Linked DNA regions of Sus scrofa: regions 1, 2 and 4 are each linked to region 3. Evidence: chromatin contacts called from public HiChIP or PLAC-seq and promoter capture Hi-C data. All regions are on one chromosome and are shown on one strand. Each heading gives the region's core, a stretch centred on a gene start, on an enhancer-like site or on the middle of the called end of the contact. The rest is flanking DNA. Distances are from core to core; before and after follow the strand shown.

Evidence for each region. Promoter capture Hi-C pulls out the DNA fragments that hold promoters and counts their contacts. HiChIP or PLAC-seq counts read pairs in DNA pulled down with a chosen protein or histone mark.
Region 1: a promoter capture Hi-C map of fetal liver shows a contact between it and region 3, with 5 times the contacts expected there. The contact joins the promoter of CSTF3 here to the promoter of FBXO3 in region 3. A contact is called at or near these places in 2 of 5 promoter capture datasets (fetal liver and liver), 2 of 47 Hi-C or Micro-C datasets (embryonic fibroblasts and skeletal muscle) and 2 of 2 datasets of contacts at active chromatin or transcription factors (alveolar macrophages and skeletal muscle).
Region 2: a contact with region 3 is called in an H3K27ac HiChIP or PLAC-seq map of skeletal muscle, with 4 times the contacts expected there. The contact joins the promoter of QSER1 here to the promoter of FBXO3 in region 3. A contact is called at or near these places in 2 of 2 datasets of contacts at active chromatin or transcription factors (alveolar macrophages and skeletal muscle).
Region 4: a contact with region 3 is called in a promoter capture Hi-C map of fetal liver, with 4 times the contacts expected there. The contact joins the promoter of HIPK3 here to the promoter of FBXO3 in region 3. A contact is called at or near these places in 1 of 5 promoter capture datasets (fetal liver) and 1 of 2 datasets of contacts at active chromatin or transcription factors (alveolar macrophages).

The regions. Positions count from the first base shown.
Region 1 is chr2:27,768,102-27,771,175 of Sscrofa11.1, reverse strand. CSTF3 (cleavage stimulation factor, 3' pre-RNA, subunit 3, 77kDa) reads right to left here and starts at 1,719. Exons shown (of 22, transcript NM_001267844.1): 1 at 1,534-1,719. The coding sequence starts at 1,560.
Region 2 is chr2:28,042,212-28,045,312 of Sscrofa11.1, reverse strand. It overlaps QSER1 (glutamine and serine-rich protein 1), which reads left to right and starts at 1,826. Exons shown (of 13, transcript XM_021083212.1): 1 at 1,826-1,883.
Region 3 is chr2:27,144,837-27,148,021 of Sscrofa11.1, reverse strand. FBXO3 (F-box only protein 3) reads right to left here and starts at 1,615. Exons shown (of 11, transcript XM_003480711.4): 1 at 1,463-1,615. The coding sequence starts at 1,566.
Region 4 is chr2:27,684,573-27,687,402 of Sscrofa11.1, reverse strand. It overlaps HIPK3 (homeodomain-interacting protein kinase 3), which reads left to right and starts at 1,477. Exons shown (of 16, transcript XM_021083205.1): 1 at 1,477-2,086.

The sequences.
Region 1 (3,074 bases), core at 470-2,969, 620 kb before region 3:
GGCTGAATATATGTTGACTTAGTTTCAAATAAATAAGTACAAGGAGATAAAGCAAATGGCAAAACGTTCAACAATTGTCACTCCTAGGTGAAAAACTGCACTGTAGGTATTCACTGTACTTTTCCTTATGTCCTAAACCTTGCACAAGAAAACTTACAGGTGAAATTTTTCTCTGTAAATTTTTACTACTTTCTCTCCCATTTAAAACACCACAGTTCTGAAATGAAAAGTCATGGCAATATTTCACAGAGTTTACAATTTTAGATAAATTTAAGAATTAACAATGAATTCCGGGTAACTTACAATGAAATCCTCAGTATTACCCCTCGACTTTCACATGACAAAACATGAACCCAGAAAAAGGGTTAGTATACATAAAAAGATTTGACGTAATTTTTAAGACCTTGTGTTCTTGGGAATTCTAACAGCATGTAAAATGTAAACACTGTGAAATTTTCAGGACTGAAATTAGTCAACGAGCAAACACAAAAATTCAGTTTAGCCATACTTTCCCAATATAATAAAATTTAGTTATCCAGAATGTTGAATAGAAATGCTCCAATTCTGTCGCTATCTTGTCAACCTCCAAAAACAGCCCCCACATCATAAGCTGGCCTCTTGAAAACCGAAAACTTAAGTGTATTTTGTTGCTATGGCAATGCGAAATTTCAGGAAATTGAGACTCTGCATGCTAGCTAGCCTCCCTCCATTTTAAAACTATTTACCTAAACATACCAGACTTAAATCGAAAATAAACTGACATCTTCCATAAAGTATGTCTCCTCTTTCAAAATAAAAAGGCAATTCTCTCCTACAAAACTAAAGAGCAAAAGAAGAAAAATCATTTAACTAAAAACCTGAATCTTAAAATACTTAAAAGTCACAGTACTAAAACAGATGGCCAAAACAGACTTCTCGTTTCCGATTTATCAAATTCTACAACTACTTTTGCGGTTTGAAAATCCAAAATGAAATGTTGATAGAACAGAGAAAAGGGAGCAGGAGAAAGCCACAAAATTCCCAAATCTCAACACAGCCATGCTCTCTACTCCTAAACTACTTCCTTCTTCATTCGCTCTGCCAAGAATCTTATTTCCCTAGAGTTTCAACTCAAATTATTTCTCAAAATAGCGATTTACTTCTGGATATACCACAAAGGCGGTGAAGGAGACACTGTCAAGTTTTTCGAGAACAGCAAGAACACGTTAAAATAATCAATCCCTAATCCCTTAACACCAAATGGTATTAAAAGAAGAAATCTCACTGGGGTAGTCCCAGGACCAAAACGGGACGAAGCAGCTGCCCGGCTATTGTGTGAATCAAATATTTGTTCATATTAACGCCCAAGACAGAGAAGCCAAAAGAGTTTTAAATCTCAGCTCTTTCCCCATTCCCACCGTTCTTCGGTACCCGGTCCTGCGGGTTCATTAAACCCCTAATTCCTTCCTCAAGCGAACATGGCTGGAGTACTCGGACGAACACAGACGTGGAGAGAAAAGGTCGCCACGAGGCCCCACCACTCTCCTTCCTCACCTGCTCCGTGGCTCCGTCTCCTGACATGGCCTCAGTCGATTAGAACGTGCGAACTGGCCCGCGATGCCAAGCTAGAAAAGAAAAATTAAACAAAAAACCTCCCCCAAGCCAGAAAAGTTGCCCCCTGCCCTGCGGAGCCAGACCGCCAACACGAATCGCCACCGCCCACTCAGATATGAATTAAAATGGCTGCGTCCCTGCCGGCCGAAGAAGGAGGTGTGGCTTCCCGCATTAACTTCCGGGGCAGTGGGCGGAGTTAAGAGCGAAACTCCCTGGTTACTCAATCGCGCAGAAGCAGGAAGATGCCAGGGGCGGGCCCAATGCGTGTACTGACGTCAAGGCCCGGGGTTGGAGAGGCTGTTGCTGAGCTGGCTGCAACCGGCTAGGAGGCGGGAAACTGTTTCTCCGGGAAGTTCGCGCGCCTTTTGGAATTTAATTATCATGCTGAGGAGCTGGACTCTCCTCTCTTGAAGATTGCCAATCAATTCAATTCAAGCAAACTGGCCATTTTAGGGAGCAAAGCTAAGTGTTAAATGGCTCCTATGTTTTGGAAATAGGAATCCATGAAGTTTTCTATGGTCTCAGCTAATGCTTTTCACACTTTGGGGGTATGAGAGTGACTGATCGAGAGCATTAATATTTATACCGTCACTGGTTACTGTTGTGTCTAAGGCTTGTTATGTCCGTAAGGCATGGGTTTTAAGCTCCGCATCCCATCATAGTTCTGGAGCCAGACTGCATTCTTTTGAATCCTGGCTTATCTCTCTCTAGTGGGTAACCTTGGGCAGTTTAACATCTCTGTGCCTCAGATTCTTTGCCTATAAATAGAAATAACAATAGTACCTGCAGTTTAAATAAGTTATACATGGAAAAGTACTTGGCACAGTACCTGACATAGTCAAAAACAAGTGCAACTAAGTCTCAAAACTCTTTTCCAATCAAGGATCATCACAAGACTTCTTCCACCCTCTGTCTACAGTGGCCTATGGCCCAAAGTAAACAAACCTTTCCCTTACACTCTTTACTCTTTTCAGTGTCCCATGCCTCTGCTCCTATTTCCACCTCTGCCCTTTTCACAGCCTAAATTCTTATCCTTCCAAGTAATCAGACACATGAGCAGAAGATGTATAGTGGAGATGTTTTTTACACCATCCAACAATAGAAGACTAGATAAACATGACAATTCCATCCTTGACCGCATGCTCTGTAGTTCCCTTGTCCTATGTTCCAAGACTCCTAGTGGATGCCTGAAACGGAATAGTATCAAACCTTATATATACTGTTTTTTCCTGTACATACATACCCATGATAAAGTGCAATTTATAAATTCTGAACACTAAGAGATTAACAATAATTAAAAAGCGATTGTAGGGAATTCCTGTCCGTGGCTTATTGGTAATGATCTCCACTAGTATCCATAAGGACGCGGGTTTGATCCCTGACCTCACTTAGAGGATGGGAGATCCGGCGTTGCTGTGAGCTGTGGTATGTCACAGACATGGCTCAGATCCTGAGTTGCTGTGCCTGTGGCATAGGCCGGC
Region 2 (3,101 bases), core at 577-3,076, 900 kb before region 3:
TTATGTGACATAAACAAACTACATAATGGTGTGAGGGACTGTAAAGGTTTTATTGCCACTTGTTTGGTATTGCCTGCATAACTCATTCTGAGTACCAGTTGTGGGTACCAAACTAAGTGCCATAAAACATTTATAGCATGCCACTCCACTTCCTACACCTTCCATACAGACAAAATTTTAGTGCTCACAAAAATACTTATAAATGAATAGTTAGTAGTGAAAACTTTTTTTAAATTTAGATTGCAGATCTGCAGTCTGCAGTAAGAAAAATAAAGGCTGTAAGGAAGATTTATGTTACTTCTCTGCAGGATCTCAGATTATCTAGCAAATTCCTTCCCCAAAGAAAACCACTTTTCAAAGATAGCCTCTGTAAATGCATACTGGGATTAACATAAAATTGGCAAAATCACTTGTGTCTACACATTTGAATTCATTTGTAAATAACGAATACTCACTTCCTTGCTTCCCCACCCCAGGACCAGACTCCAAGCATCACAGGTGCCGAAAGATTTACAAAAAGGGATGAATAGGAACAAAAGGATGTAGGCGCCAGGAGGAAAACAGAATCTCCCTGAACAAAATTAATCTCAGAAGGAACAGTAGACCCAATACCAGGTATTACCCAAGTTTAAACTGCTTTTTAAATGGTGATCAGAGATAATGTATCAATTTTATTAGGTATTCTACTATGCCTGATTTGCTTGAACCTTTGTTAGGCTTATCTTGAGGGAAAGAATTCTGTGCTAAATACATGAAGAGGTGTTAAATGCGTATTGAATTTTTAAGGGTGGTGGTCAAACTTTACTGTCATTTTTAACTTTTACTTTATGCCTTCGGGACCAAACGACGATTTCTGTGACCCCCAAGTTTCACTACTCATGAGTTACTAGAAGAAACACAACTCTGACATACAATAGAAGAACCGCAAATAATGGTTAGTTTACCCGCCATCAAACAGCTTGGAGATCAGATAGGAAATGTCTGTGTAGAGTCCTGCTGAAGTTCTAAGTCTCAAACAAAAAAACTCCAACACAAAGTGTGCCCAGTGAGTTTAACTTTATCGCAATTAAAGTCATCCAGATGGTGACTGTATTAATCAATGAAGAGGCTGTATTTATCTTCAGATAGAAGATTCTGAAATCCAGAATGAGAAAATCCCCAAGGTGGGGGTGGGGACAGTTAATAAGAGCCCCTGGGAAAGGTCCTTTCAACGAGGATTGGAAAATAATACGTTTGAATTTGAATCTCTTGAATATAAATCTCCCCTAACAGCAGGAAAAGGGTCCTCCAGCCCGGCAAGCTTTGGGCAGGAAGGGAGTAAACGGAACTGTAAAACAGCCCGCTCAGCTGTTTCTGGTTTAGGACCAAGCGCAGAGAAAAGAATCGCGATGTGGGAACTGAGTTATTTGAATCACTGAAAATAACTCGAAGGGTCAAATAACGAACTCCAGGCAAAGCGTTGACAAGCCTCTCCTTTGCAGCACCCTGCGCTGGTTTCCGCTCAATTTCCCCTCCCTCGCGCAGGGCGAGCAGCAGGCACAGCCCCTTCCCACGCGGGGCGCGGCGAGCGCGGACAGCTCCCCTCGAAGCAGCGGAAGGCTGGAAGTCCGCGGCCCGTGGGCTACGGCTGCCAGGCGACCCGCCGGGTTCCTGGACCCGGCCGGGCCGGACAGGCCTCAAGCCTTCACCGCCCCAGCTGGCCTTCCAGAGACTGCCGGTGGCGGTAGAGGCCTCGCGGGCCGCCCGCCTGGCCCGCGAGCCGCGAGCGCGGGGCGCTGAGGGGAGGCGGGGCGAGGTCGCGGGGCGGAGGGGGGGGCGGGAGGTGCATCCTGGGAAATCCACCAACATGGGGCGCAGCGACCGCCGCCGCCGCCGCTGCCGCGGTGAGTCCCGGCCGCGGATGCCGCCGTTTCCCTGACGCCCAGCTGGGGCCTCGTCGCGCGCCGCCGCCCGGGTTCCCCCAGCACAGACTGGCCAACGCGCCCTTCGCCTGTGCGCCCGCCGAGGCCATGTGAGGGGCAGCCCCCTCCGCCGCCGCCTCCTCCACCTCCTCTTCCTCCCCCGCCCCCTCCCTCCCCTCCCGCCCCCCTCTCACTGGGCCCTGGAGAAGCCCCCACTGCTGCCCGCCCTCCCTACGCAACCCCCACGATGGACAGGAACTACGCGACCTCCGGCTTCGCCGACCCGCCGCCGCCGCCGCCCGCGCCCCCCGCTGCCCCCGCCAGCGCCGCCGCACAACCCCCTGCCCCCGCCTGGGCCTACGAACCCAGAGCCGCGGCCGCCGCCGCCAGCAGCAGCTGCAGCAGCGGCAGCAGCCCCAGCCTCAAGGCCAGGTAGGGAGGGTGGGCGGCGGGGTCATGGTGGGCCAGGAAAGGCCAGGGATGCGTTTGGGGCCTTCGTCCCCTGTGCAGCACCGCCCAGGGGTCCGGCCTGGCGGGGAGCCCTCCGCTCGTCTCCTCGCCCTCGCCCCAGCCGGGAGATGCGGCTGATGACTCCTATAGGGTGGTGGATGGGGGCGACCAGTACTGGATTCACAGCTGCGGCTGGCCGGGGACCGTGGGTAGAAGGGAGGGTTGGGCGGGAGTCATGGGTCCCCGTCACCTCCTGGGTTCTGGGCTCTCACATGGTGAAGTTTGGGTTTGTGGCTGAACTCGGTGATCAGAGAGACCCGGGACTGGCTCCGGGGAGCAGAGGGGGGCGCCGAGGAGTTCGGTGCAGTGACATTCCATTGTATTGAAACTAACAATGTGGTCTTGGGGGCCCCAGCGGTGAGTGTGAGGGTGGGGGAGGCGGGAGAGGAAGAGGCGCGGAGCCACGTCCCTGACATTGGGGAACCCAGGAGGCTAGGCTTTGGGAGAATCCCCGGGGCGTGGGGCCTGGGAGGGGGCCCGGTGGGGCATGAACGCTGCGCCGGGGCTGGGTGACATATGTTTGCAGCGGTGGCCAAGATTAAGCTATTTCTCTTTCATGCGTTCAAAGTTACTCTTGGGTTTCCCCCTCTTTTAACAACAGCAGGAAGTAAGGGATCTCTCTTTGCCTTCTATGTATTGGGGTGACTAAGAGTTGGGAAGAAATTGAAGATGAGGGGGTTGGTCAGTGAA
Region 3 (3,185 bases), core at 366-2,865:
ACAGCATTCTCTGCAAGGACCAGAGCTTAAACCACAGAACAAAAAAAATCCCACAAGTGTGTTATGCTGGCACAGGTTTGGCTAGAGTGGACCATGCCAAATAATAAGAGCCTTAAATGTTCCCAGAAGTTTAGGTTATCATCTGTAAACAAGGAGCATTACAGATTTTTAAGGAGGATGACAGCCAAATCTGTCTTAGAAAGATCACTCTGGGCAATGCAGCCCATAGATGGAAAGAGTGTGTGTGAGAGTGATTTCTAAGAGGCTATAGCAACAGCTATTTCAGATGAAAACGGTTTGCAGCTGGAACAGCCTCTTCCAAAGAAAAGAAACTTTCTCTGCTTTAGTACAAGCCCGGAGTAGAGAAAAAATTTTTTTCCAGAAAAATAGAAGTGTTACAGGTGCTAATATAGATAGCAGCCAGAAACTGGAGCTATACTTCCGTCACCACTTAGCTAGACCAACCAATAGCTACCGCTGACTTCATGAAGACTGTATTTCTAAAAGGATCCCTGGCAACACAGAGCACCATCGTCAAAAAGCTAGAATCCAATGGCTAATCCGAAAAACAAAACAAAACCAATCTTGCCTACCTATCCTTAAGAGGGCGACTTTGCCTCCTCTGCAAATATATTTGGTGGCACAAGAAAGAGCCACGCCACCAGCTGTCAAGGGTGTAAACAGCGCCATTTCTTCCACCATCCCAGGCTGTCCCAAGCGCTGAAGGAACCGGGCATTTAAATACCCCTACCAGCCATCGGTGTTTATTTTTGGAACAGATGCTGGGAAACCCACGGCATACAGGAGGGAAGATGGTCACCTGTATCGCACCACCGGAAGTCAATACCAAAACACAAAATCCAACGTGCAACCTTGAGGAGGAAGGCTCAGAGCGAAACAGTTTTCTATCATAGAAGTCCGAAAGTGAGCCCTGCTAGATATGTTGCCGCAGAAGTCGCACCTGGGGGTCAGGGGGTCGCCTGGCTTCTCTCGGGCGTCCCACCTGCCTACTTTGGCGCCCCACTCCGCAGGCCCCATGCCCAGGCAGAGAAGAGCGGTCGGCCCGGACGGGGAATTTTCCAAAGCGTCCAGGGGTGCCTGGTTCGGGCAAAGACCCCCGGGACGCCCGGGAGGTGCGAGGCGCGGGGGTCTGCCGGTCGGCAGCAAGGAGCAGTATCTCCCGGGTTACAACTGGGCCTCGCCGAGGCCTGGGAGAGAGAGCTTTCGGCGCTCCTCAGGCCTGCGCCCTGAACGGGAGGAAGACCTCGAGGCGGGGTCCTTTTCGCCTCCGGCCTTGTCCTGGCCCCCAGGTGGCTCTGCGGGATCAGGGCGGCCTTGGCGTCACCTTCTGGTTGACGCGGGGGTCCGGGTCCTGCCAGTGAGCCGGGCCTCGGTCCCTCCTACCTTACAGCCTTCTCCCCAACCCATGACCCCACCCCTGCCATGCGCATCGTTCCAGTACTTGATTAGGTCCCGGTAGTCCAAGAAGGATAAGATGAGAAGCAGGGGATCGGTGGGCAGCGATTCTAGGGTCAGCGGCGCCGACTCGGTCTCCATGGCCGCCATCTTGGCTGGCCCGGTACAGGCCTGGCCCCGCCTCGACTCCGCCCCTGACCCGCCCCCACCGCCACCGCCCAAACCACTCCCCGGCCGCTCGCACAGGTTTGTTATGCAACCAACAAAATAGCCCCGCCCATGGGGCGGGTCCTCGGAAGGTTCCGCCCGCCTTCCTGCTGGTCCAGCACCAGAGCGCAGCGGAGTCCTCTGCATTCCTACGCCGGCTCTCCAAGCTGCTGGAGCTCTGCCCTTTGCCCAGATGCTTGCCCTTGGGTCTCCTGGGTTCTCTCCTCCAATCCTGGTCTCTAAACTTGCCCAGCCCGGACCCCTTTGAGCCTTTATTGCCAAACCTGTCTGGGTCACTCCAGCTCCTCCGGCGAAATTTTACCTCCAATATCCTCGAAGCGTGGCCCCAAATGTCACAGTAAATTCTCTTCACCTTTGGCCCCCAAATCCACCGCTTTTCTTCGTTTTCCGACCTGGAAATCCCTATTTTCCCCCTACAGCCTACCTTGCGGGGCGTGTCCTTTGCACACAGCAGGAGACTTGTCTACCCGGTAGAGTTGGAAATCAACTAGGTACTGGGGGCGGGGTAGCATTCCGAACTAGAGCATTCACATTCATCTTTGAGGTCACAGTTTTAACCCCCTCCCCAAGTAAAAAGTGCACAGGGACTGAATCTGAGGATCGGTCCCTCTCAATTTGGTCCACACAGAAAAATTTCAGTCTATTAGAGCAATGCAAAGTGTAGAGTAAGTGTACTTTTTTTTAATTGAAGTATAGTCGATTTACAAGGTTGTGATAATTTCTGCTGTACAACAATGTGATTCGGTCATACATATACACATATCCATTCTCTTTCAGATTCTTTTCCCACATAGATGATCATGATCACAGAATACTGGGTAGAGTTCTCTTTGCTATACAGCAGGTCCAGGTTGGCCAATAATTCCATATACCTCAGTGTGCGTATGCCAATCCCCCAGTTCATCTTCCGCCCCAACACCTGTCTGCTTTGGAAACCATACGTTTTACAAAGTGTGTGAATCTGTTTCTGTTCTGAAATAAGTTCATTTGTATCCTTTCTCTTAGATTCCACATATAAGTGATATATGATGTTTGTCTTTCACCGTCTGATTAGCTTCACTTGGTTGATAATTTCTAGGTCCATCTATGTTGCTGCATTATTGCATTCTTTTTTAATGGCTGATGGATTTTTTTTTTAACCAAGACTTAATCTGACAGGTAAAAGGTATGAAAGGATGAGCTGAGACCCCAGTGGGTGTGACTGAGGCACAGTGATGGCCACTTTTCAGCTTAGACAAGGTGGTAGTAAAGTGGGGTGGGGGCAACACATCATGGATTATGAGCTTAAGAATGCATTACTTGAGTTCCCGTTGTGGTGCAGCAGAAATGAATCCGGCCAGGAACCATGAGATTGTGGGTTTGACCCCTGGCCTCATTCAGTGGGTTAAGGATCCAGCATTGCTGTGAGCTGTGGTGTAGGTTGCAGACACGACTCAGATCCCTCCATGCTGTGGCTGTGGTGTAGGATGGCAGCTGCAGTCCCGATTAGACCCCTAGCCTGGGAACCTCCATATGCAGCAAGTGTGGCCCTAAAAAAAGAC
Region 4 (2,830 bases), core at 228-2,727, 540 kb before region 3:
AAAAAAAAAAATCCTTCGCCCTTTTCAGCTTCCTGCATATATGTAGCAGTGCCTTATGAGAATGGAAGCTTCCCATTAGAGGTGACCCAGATAAATGTTTTGCAAAAATTCTGAAGGTTTGAAGTTCTAGTTGAATATTTTCCTTGTTTCACTTACAGATTTTTCTATTATTGTCACTTTCTTCTTTGAGTCATGTTTTTATCCTTTTTTTGGTTCTTTTAACTATTGCTTTTTAAACAAGTCAGAAGTAACTAAATACTAAGTAAAAAGGAATGGCTAACATGCTGCTATCTCTCTGAGAGACAGACAGTTTTGTTTTTCTGTTTTGGCAAACTTTACAACTGGTTATCCTCCCTAAGTTGAAAACAACCTTCTTTTGAAAATGCTACTTCCAACTGCTTCAAGGCATACTATCCGTTTCCCTTAAAGGCATCCTTCAAAATACTCTTCTCCCAGCTTGCAAAGCAGCCCGGAGTCAAGGTGTAGAATTAAATACGCAGCAATTTGCCACGCCTTTTGCCCTGCCTCTACGGCTATAGAAAGTGTCTGGGGACTAATACCTGCGCAGTAGAGGCAAGCCTAATGAAGATTTTCTAAGAAACTAAGAGAGGGCACTTCCATTCCTCAGAGAAAGGTGTTCCCAAAACGTTAAACATTAATTCAGGACAGAAAGGAAGAGAAAAAAGGTATATTTAAAAAGATCAACTATGAATGATAAATATTTAGAAGGTCAGTTGTTTCCTAGGGAAAAGAAGTGCAGACCAGGGCTTGGCTATATAACCTTGGACAAGTCACCTGAAGTTTGATTCCGCGCCCTACTTTGGACCGAGGATCTCTATGGTTCTTTCATCCCTAAGATTCTATGGTTCTATGATTCCGTTGTTTGAGATGGGCCATTCTGTTGATTTCCTCGTTTCCAGGAGGGAGCTAACTAGTTAGTCTCTGGGAGTGGGACTGACTACCTTGATGGAGAATTACCAACGCAGAGGTGAGTGAACTTCATATGTATGTACGAGGGTTTGGAGTTCGAACCGTTGACCCTTTGGGATGGGCGAGCGGGTAGGACTTATTTTCGACTGGAATTGTTCACTGTATACATTTCCCCTTTCTTTATTATTAAACCTTTAAAAAAAAAGGAAAAAAACCGCCAAGAAACAGACCCTAAAGGGGTAGAAGGGGGAAACTATGATTACGGGATTTCGAAAGGCCTGTAAAATCCTGCTTCCGCATTTTCATCCTTTCTTTGGTGGTTAGGATCGTTCAAAAAATACACATATTTGGTGGAGCGGGCCCAAGAGTGAGATTCAGAACAGAAGAGGGGGCGTTGGCGGAGGCTGCTTTTGCTGGCGCGCTGGCGTGAGGGAGCTGCGGGTCGGACCCACGCCGGCCGCCAGGCGGGCTCGAAGCTACAAGGGCGCGGCTGCGGGCGGGCGGGCCCCTGGGAGGGGCTTCGCGGAGGCGCCGCGGCCCGAGCCGAGCTGGGCCGCCCGGGCTCCGCACGCAGAGCGGCCGGGCGGGCGGTGGCGCTGCGGAGGCGGCGACCGAGGCCGGCGGGCGCAGAGGAGGGGCCCGAGACTGGGGCGGCCGGCGGCAGCCGCCTCCGTGACGACTGCCGGCAGCGCGGCGACCTGAGGATACCGAGCCGCGGGCCCCGCCGTCGCCGCCGCTCCCAGCTGTCTTCCTTCTCCTCGCCTGGCGTCAGGAATGGGCCTCAACCGCCGCGGGCCCCGCACCCCGCGCCGCCCGTAGGCCCCAGCAGTCGGAGGCCGGCCGGCCGGCCTCTGACCACCCCTCGCCCCAGCCGAGCCATCCCCACCCCATCTCCCTGGGAAAGAAGATGAGGGAGACGGGCCCGGCGCTCAGCAGCCAGAGCAGCAGCAGCAGCGGTCGGGGGAGGGTGTTTCGCCGTTTCTTCTTAGCCGCCAGGACAAGATGGCAGCGGCCGCGGAGAGGGGCTGAGCCCGGGCTGGGTGGTGCCGCCTGCTGAAGCGCCTGGCTCCCTGTCCCCGGCACGGCCCCGCACCCACCTCGGACATGCTCAGGGCTGCGGCCGCCCGACGAGGGGAGAGCGCAGGCCTCTAGGAAGGTAAGGGAACAGGGCGGGGGGCGTCCCATCCTGGGTTAGGGGCGGGGGAACTGGCTTCATTGGCCGCGCGTGCGGTCAAGGGGCCAGCGGACCTCTCCTCGGACCCCCGCCGGGCCCGGCATCCCCTGAGCGGCCCGCACCGGGCGCGCGAACTGCACCCCATCCGCGTTCTCCGCGCGCTCGTGCTCCGCGTGCTCGTGCTCCGCGTTTCCGCCCCGGCCCTCGCGGGGTGGCGGGTCCAGGCGTCTCCCTCGAGGCCCGGGCGCCCCCCCTGCGAGGCCGCGGACGCGGGGCCGCGCGTGGTTCCTGCGTGCGGTGGCGCAGCCTCCGGGAAGCTGCGCTTGGGCTGGGCCAGGCCGGGCGGCCCCCCGCCGCCCCCTGCCAGGGTTGCGCAACGGCTCTTCCCAGCAACCGAAGTTTTGTTTAGTCCCACTGGGGGCCTCTTCCCTCACCGTAGCCTGGGCCGTCACTACGGAGACCTCTTGTCTTTCATTAAGGGGAACGAACACAAACACACGCACGCACGCAACTTGAGCGCCGCGGTCGATGGCTGCGTCCCGGGCTTTGTGGCCCAGTCCCCGGCGTCGCCGAGCGGCGGGTTTGGAGGGTGTCCACTCCGGGGACGTGAGTGCGTGTGATTGTTGGGGAGGAGAAATGTGATCCGTCGCTCCGCGTCCCCCGCCGCGGCCGGAGGAAGGCGTGGCGGCCGCGCGGCGGGTCTGTTGCCGGCTTCTCTCGTTACGG